Regions from separate parts of the Oryctolagus cuniculus genome. Here region 1 is linked to region 2. Evidence: chromatin contacts called from public Hi-C data. All regions are on one chromosome and are shown on one strand. Each heading gives the region's core, a stretch centred on a gene start, on an enhancer-like site or on the middle of the called end of the contact. The rest is flanking DNA. Distances are from core to core; before and after follow the strand shown. Region 1 overlaps SMAD3 (SMAD family member 3). Region 2 has its middle 40 kb from the start of SMAD3.

What was found. Hi-C and Micro-C count contacts between places; a contact is called where the count stands out from the background.
Region 1: a Hi-C map of psoas muscle shows a contact between it and region 2, with 2.2 times the contacts expected there. The contact joins two enhancer-like sites. A contact is called at or near these places in 2 of 6 Hi-C or Micro-C datasets (ear pinna and psoas muscle).

Annotation. Positions count from the first base shown.
Region 1 is chr12:89,966,151-89,969,432 of mOryCun1.1, forward strand. It overlaps SMAD3 (SMAD family member 3), which reads left to right. Exons shown (of 9, transcript XM_051821816.2): 8 at 464-608; 9 at 2,917-3,282. The coding sequence ends at 3,040. Among named protein-coding and RNA genes, the nearest start is that of AAGAB, 70 kb to the right of the region's middle. Within about 2 kb of position 1,896, at least 4 of the 8 cell types and tissues checked have an H3K27ac peak or open chromatin away from gene starts, as enhancers often do. A contact at or near this core is called in ear pinna, where this site is marked.
Region 2 is chr12:89,817,968-89,821,481 of mOryCun1.1, forward strand. No RefSeq gene overlaps it. Among named protein-coding and RNA genes, the nearest start is that of SMAD3, 40 kb to the right of the region's middle. Within about 2 kb of position 1,369, at least 6 of the 8 cell types and tissues checked have an H3K27ac peak or open chromatin away from gene starts, as enhancers often do. A contact at or near this core is called in ear pinna, where this site is marked.

The sequences.
Region 1 (3,282 bases), core at 646-3,145, 150 kb after region 2:
TTCGCGTCGCTGTGAGTGTCCCCGCCACCCCTGCCTGGCCTGCCCTCATGGCAGATTTGCCAGTGGCGACCCTCTGCTGAGCTTCCTGTGGGAACGGCAGGCCGGGGCACCTCCAGGGGGGCCCGTCTCAGTGGTGCTGCCCGCTGCCAGGGCGCAGGGCTGCTCAGCCCAGGTGGCCGGCCACACCACATGCAGCAGGGCCAAGGAAGCCCGTCCCTGCACCCGCTCTCCCCCAGCCTTTCATTGCCCGGCACGTGGGGCAGCTGCGTGTCCCTGATGTGGGGGTGGCAGATCCAAGGGCCCGTCCCTCACGTGCTGAGCTTGGAGCGTGCGGCTACTGCAGCCAGTGACCCTGGGCCGCGGGAGCCGTGGGAATGGAGCCATTCTGCCACCCCCTCCCGCCCCGAGGTGGCCGTGTCCCCAGGGGAGCAGCCCACAGGGACGGCTTCTGTCTCGTCGGCAGGGTGCAACCTGAAGATCTTCAACAACCAGGAGTTCGCCGCGCTCCTGGCCCAGTCGGTGAACCAGGGCTTCGAGGCCGTCTACCAGCTGACGCGCATGTGCACCATCCGCATGAGCTTCGTCAAAGGCTGGGGAGCCGAGTACAGGTCGGTGACCGTGGGGGGGGGGACCCCACGCCAGGGGACTCAGGCCCCAGAGCAGAGAGCGCCACCACCTGGTGGGCGGGAGGGGCCCGCGTGCCCCCGGCACCTGCAGTTTCTCAGGCGCTGGAAATGCAGGAGTCCCGTTTTCCTCCTCCCCACAGCAGGGCTCCCTGGGCAGGGCTGTTGGCTGGGTGCCCATTGCACAGATGTGGGGACTGAGGCTCTGGAGGGAGAGGGACCTGCCTGAAGTCCCACCGGTGCAGGAAAGCTGAGCCTGGGACGGTGCCCTCTTGGCCTCGTCCTCAGGCTTCCCCTGGGGTGGGTGTTGGCAGTGAAGCCTCTGCCGCCTTGTCTCCTCCCTCCCCTGTGGCTCCAGCCCTGACTCAGGGACCCTGGTAGCCCCAAGGAGCTCGGATTGGGAACTGAGACCCAGGGAAGCAAGGAGGAGATCCGGGTCATTGCAAAGCAACCAAGTTTCCGTGCTCAGAAAAGAAATGATTTTTTTTTTTTTAATTGAGAATTCCAGACCCTGGTTTCAGCGTGGCACAGATGAGGGGCAGGCCTGCCTGGTCCTCGTGGTTGTCTCTTGCGGAACACCGTGGCGTGGGTCTGCAGAGCAGAGCCCAGGTGAACAAGAGTGCCCCTGGGCAGCAGGGCCGTGGGCCCCTCCCGCCCCCCTCCCGGCCTGTGCCTGCGGCAGACGCTGCGGTACCCGCACGTCAGCTGGAGCCAGCGCCGTGCGAGTTACTCTCCCCTTCATTTTTCCAGATGTTTGGACTCCCATTTTGTTTTGCAGTCACTCTGCACCCAGGCCAAACCCATTTCAGTGTTGGCGCGGGGCCACCGTTCATAATGAGATCCAGATGAGCGTGACTTATGGAAAGTCGGATTCTCATTAGAGGCTTTCGCCCCGCACGGTCGTCCTCCTCGTGTTTGGGCTGCCGTGCTCGGGGCTGCCCCGCGGGGCTGGGGAGCGCAGTGGCGTGGTCTCCGGGGTCTTGCTGAAACCCAGCACCGGTGATCCGTGGAGCCGGCATGGCGGTCAGACCTCAGAACTGGCGGCCGTCTTCTGACGGCTGCAGAGATTAGCCCAGGCCCAGCGGGCCAGCCGGGAAGCACCCAAACTGACCTTTTAGCCCTGGCACGGACCAGGTAGGGAACAAGAGTGGAAGATTAGCGTTAGTTTTTTTTTTTTTTTTTTTTTTTGGAGAAGACAGGGAAAGGGAAATACTTAAAGGCGGCCCTCCGTGGAGAAGAGCCAGGGGAAGTCCATTTGCTCACTCTTCTCACACCCGGACTGTAGCCCAAGGGGCCACGCATGGTCCCTTCCATCAGGTGGACCCCTGCAGGGCCGTCAGCGGGCAGGGGTGCTTAGGCCAGGCCAGGCAGGCAGTGCCCGGCCCAGTGCGGCGTTGCGGCCGTCCAGCCCTGCGTGCCCCAAGGGGCTCCTCGGCGGCAGACGCCCTCCCCGGCAGGCCGCCGGGCCAGCACACGCCGTGCTCGCAGCCCACCGCGTCACCGCCGCCTGGCAGTGCCGCACGGCAGCCCGACGGGCAGGCGCGGCCCCTTCCCGGAAGAGTCTTGCCGCCCTCCTGCGTCTCGGGCCAAGGGGAGTAGGGTTTCAGCCCTTGTCTGTGCGAGGAGGCCGAGGGCAGGGCCCAGGCCCGCTGCTCTCACCTCCAGCTGGCACGGGCCACCGCGGCCTCAGCAGATAGCCTCGGGGAGCCGGCCTGCGGGCTGCGTCATCCGCCAGCCTGAATTGAGACGGAGTGCTTTGGGGTGCGCCTCGGTTTTTTCCAGTAATTGTTCCATGGCTCGCTCTGCTCGGAAGATTTTCCAAAATAAGGCCGTAGATGGGAATTGTATCAGCACATGGGGAGCGGAAGGCATGTGCGCTGTCGGTGCGTTGCTCGGAACGCCCCTCCGCCAGACAGACACGCATCACCACGGCGGGCCGGGCCGGGCCGGGCCTGTGTCTGGAGCCGCTGGTGCCCACCTGGGACACACAGGAGCTGGCCTGGAGGGCTTCCACTGCGGGGCCTTGGGGGTGCCCTGGCCTTGACTTCACATTTACCTCTTTCGGGCCACCTCCCTCCCCCCATTCCCCGGCTCGGGATCTGCTCAGGGACCTTGGCCCTGCTAGTTTCAGCGGATGGTTGGGACCTCCTCTAGGGCAGCATGGAGCCAGGTTACGGTGTAGCTGGCTTTGGGGGGGAAGACTGTCACAGAGGAGGGTGTTGTGACTTGCCTGTGTTTCCTCCTGGACGTTTTTAAACGTCCCCTACCTGCAACCCTGCCTTGTTTCTTGCAGGAGACAGACAGTGACCAGCACCCCCTGCTGGATCGAGCTGCACCTGAATGGGCCTTTGCAGTGGCTGGACAAGGTCCTCACCCAGATGGGCTCCCCCAGCATCCGCTGTTCCAGTGTGTCCTAGAGGTGTGGGCGGGGAGGGGGAGGGGCTGCGCTGGGGCAGTGACCGTGAGGAGGGCGCGAATATTCGAACTCTGATCCATTGATTATTGTCAAGGAAGAAGGACTTTTTCTCCCTCCGGTGGCACCAGCCTGTTTTCTAAAACAGAGGTGAGCACAGGAGCAGCACTTCCGAAGGGCTGCGTCTGCTGAACGCACCGACTGCCCTTTGGCCCTGCTTCGAGGACGAGGATGGTGTCTGCTCTG
Region 2 (3,514 bases), core at 119-2,618:
CCTGGGGTCAGCCTGGTGTGTTTGGGAGCCCAGGTGAGAGGAGCAGTGAAGGCAGGCTCACTGCAAGCCCTTTAGCCTTTCTGGACAGATCCAGGCAGGAGAAGGACACCGTATAGCCCTTGGACTACCACCAGCCCATTTCCAAGGTGGGAAGACTGAGGATGGACAGGTTAGTAGAGTCGTCCATGGACCACAGTGCAAGCTCTCCTGCTCCTGGGCATTGTTTCCCACTGTACTCGATGCTTATGCCCGCTAAGGGGAGGCGGGGCTGGCCCCTCTCCCTTCCTGGCTGGCGGCTGCACACCGGAGCTCCAGCCTCATTTGAGAGTTGCAGAGAAGTGCCCAGCAAATGAGCCAGTGCCGCAGTTGTGGCGACTGCGCCGAGCGACGGAGACACTCCCAGTGACTCTTGCTAAACCCTGATTCCGGTGTCTGCCCGTCCCCCCTGCAGTGCCAGGCCGGGCGCTGCTGGCACCTGCCATGCCTCTAGGGTGCTCCCAGGGCCAGCCTCTGCTCCCACCTCCCCCACCCTCACACATGGAGCCACCCATTCCTCCTGCAGCCCCAGGCTCACCCTGATCTGCAGCCCCATCAGCCTGAAGCAGGAAACACGGACCCAGCTGGAGCCGGAGTGGCCATTTGCAGCGCGATGCTCACCGCTGTGCCTGGAGCCCAGGAGATGCCACGTCCCTGCTGTTCCCTGGACAGAGGCTCCGCCCTCCTGTGTGGCCCACAGCGGCTCCTGCAGGGACGCCTTTTGATTCACCCTGGGTGGGCTGGGGGCTGGCTCCAGACCTGCCCGTGGCAGGAGGCCACTGGGTGGTGCTGGAAGCCAATATCCCAGCTTTAACCAATCCAGGACACAGGCCACTGTGTAAGGAGGGTGGAGGGCACGGCCAGAGTTTGGGGCGCAGCCCACTGCTGCTGCTCTCCCAGCAGGCTCTGTGGAGAGGGCGCTGAGGGCACGAGGTGGCTGTGAAAGGAACTTGGAAAGAGCACCCAGCTTTCCAGGGGGGTCAGCCTGCATGGCACCATCTCCTGGACAGCCCTGGGGCGCGGGGGCCCACGTGGCGGGCGGCGCTGACGCCACGGCGAGATTCTCCCCAGCCTGCCATACCCTCTCACCCAGCTGCTGGAAGCAGGAGACAGGGACAAGGGGAAGCAACCTTAGAAAGAAAGACTGCACAAGTTCAACCAAACCACCCCCAAACAGCCTGGGGCTGGGGGCGGGGCGGGGCGGATGGCACCCTACCCTGGCGATGGTGACGGTTTGGCAGCTGTGCCCTCCCGCGATGAGTCATCGCTAGGCGCTGGTTGCGTAACCCTCCGCAGCGCAGGCAGAAGAATGAAACTAGGAAACTCACGCAGTGACATTTAGTAGCAAAGAGGAAGCCCACACAGCATTTGTGCAAGGCCATCCAAAAATAGCGGGCGCCTCGGAGCTGGGCGCTGGAAAGTCTGCATTGCTGCGAGAGCCTGGGTCCTGGCACACTGTCCTCGGACCACCCACGCCCTGCCTCGGCTCATGGCGACTCAGCACACACGGACTGCAGGCCGCCGCCTGGGCTCTGGGCTCTGTGCTCAAGGACGGGGGTGGGGGGTGGGGCACACCGGACACTGTACTCCCTGGGGAAAGATGAATGGGTTTCAGAGCCTGAGGGTGACAGAGTCAAAAGCCAGCCTGGAGCCCCAGTTTTCTTGTCTTCAGTGAAGTGGGAGCAGAGATGGCCACTTCATTAAATGAGGTGCAGGGCGGCCGCCCCGGCACACCCTGAAAGAATCCTCAGTGTGTGTGTGTGTGTGTGTGTGTGTGTGGGAAAGCAAAAATGCATAGGGGACTCAGAGAAAGGAGCCCCCAGGGCTGGTCGGGGTGGCCGGGAGTCCAGGGGAGAGTGAGAGGGCTTTTGAAAGGAGCCAGCTGCACTGAACTTGACGGTGAGAATCTTTCCTCCTCGCCCGCTGGGTGTCGGGGCTGGCGCCAGGAAGATGGAAGGACAAAGGGAACGAGCCCATCGCTGACCTGTGATCGTCAGAGCAATGCAAACTGTGATAGTAACACAGGGAGGTGGCTCGCCGCCCTGGCGGTGGCGGCTGGTTCTGAACACAAACCCCAGTTCGGATCCCAGCTGTGGGGCTGGAGCAAGCTCTTTAGCCATTCTATGGCTTGGTTTCCTTTTACACAAAATGGAGATGCAAATTGCAACTTCCTTATAGGGTTTCTGAAAAAAAAAAAAGTAGAAATAAATGCTTGCAAAGCTCTCAGCAAGTGCCCAGTGAAGTGGTCCAAGATGGTAAGCTATCACCATCTTTTTTTTTTTTTTTTTAAGATTTATTTATTTACGAGAGAGGGAGAGACAGATAGAGAAAAGTCTTCCATCTGCTGGTTCACTCCCCAAATGGCCGAAATGGCCAGAGCTGGGCCGATGCGAAGCCAGGAGCCAGGTGCATTAGCAGGGAGCTGGGTCAGAAGCAGAGCAGCCGGGACTTGAACCAGCACCCATGTGGGAGGCCAGCGCCACAGGCAAAGGCTTAACCCCCTGCGCCACAGCATGACCCCATCGACATGACCCCCGTCTTCATCTGTCCTTTCAATCACACAGGAGAGTGGTGCCGACTCCTCTCCCGAGCAGCACTTAGGAGCCGGGCCCTGCGGGAGGAAGGGTTGGTGACTCTGGAAGGGAGTTTTGAAGCATAGGTAGGAGTTTGCCAGGAGGATGCTGGAAGGGAGAGGTGTTCCAGGCAGGGCGCTATTACAAGAAATTGCATGAATATGCAGAAGAAAGATGTTCGGGAAACAGGAAACAGCTCAGGCAGAAAGCCAGGCTGGGAGGGCGACCCGATCGAGGAGAGAGAGGACGGCGGGGAGGGGAGTGGAAATCCTGGCACGGGCCAGGCCGCCGGGAAGCTCGGGGCTGGCCCGTGAACTGGCTGCGGCCTAGAGCCCTGCCTCACCCTTGGCTTCCTCCTCTGGACGTCACAGGCGGCCTTCTTGAGCTCGCAGCCGCGGGTCCCGTCAGCCCAACCCTCACGTGGCTCGGAGCCCTCGGCGCTCTAGATGCCTGTGTCCCTCTAACTCTCACAACAGCCGGCGATTAGGCACTGCCGCATGTCCTCTCAAACAGATAAACTGAATCACACAGAGGCTGACTAATGTGCCAAAGAGACAGACACGGGCAGGGAGTGTCAGGGCCAGGTCTCAGGTCCTGGAGGTGGCTGCTCTTAACACATTTGTAGTGAGGGAAGCTCATTTGCATTTCCCTTTTTGCCTTGGCTGCCTGGAGCCTCAGCGAAGCTGTCTTCTTTAAGTTCGGATTTTCTGAGTAATTTTTTTCCTTTAAGGCTCTCCAGTCTCCAGATCCAAAGGGCGAATCCTAGGTTTCTTCCCACCATGGCTCCTCTTTGTCTCTTGTGCTCTTTGATCCCCCAGGGGTGTCAGTTCTTCCAGTCTTGCTTAGCCCTGCTGTCTCTCTGTTCCTTTGTCCCTGCCAGTCCCTCTCCCTGGGATGAGTTTTAC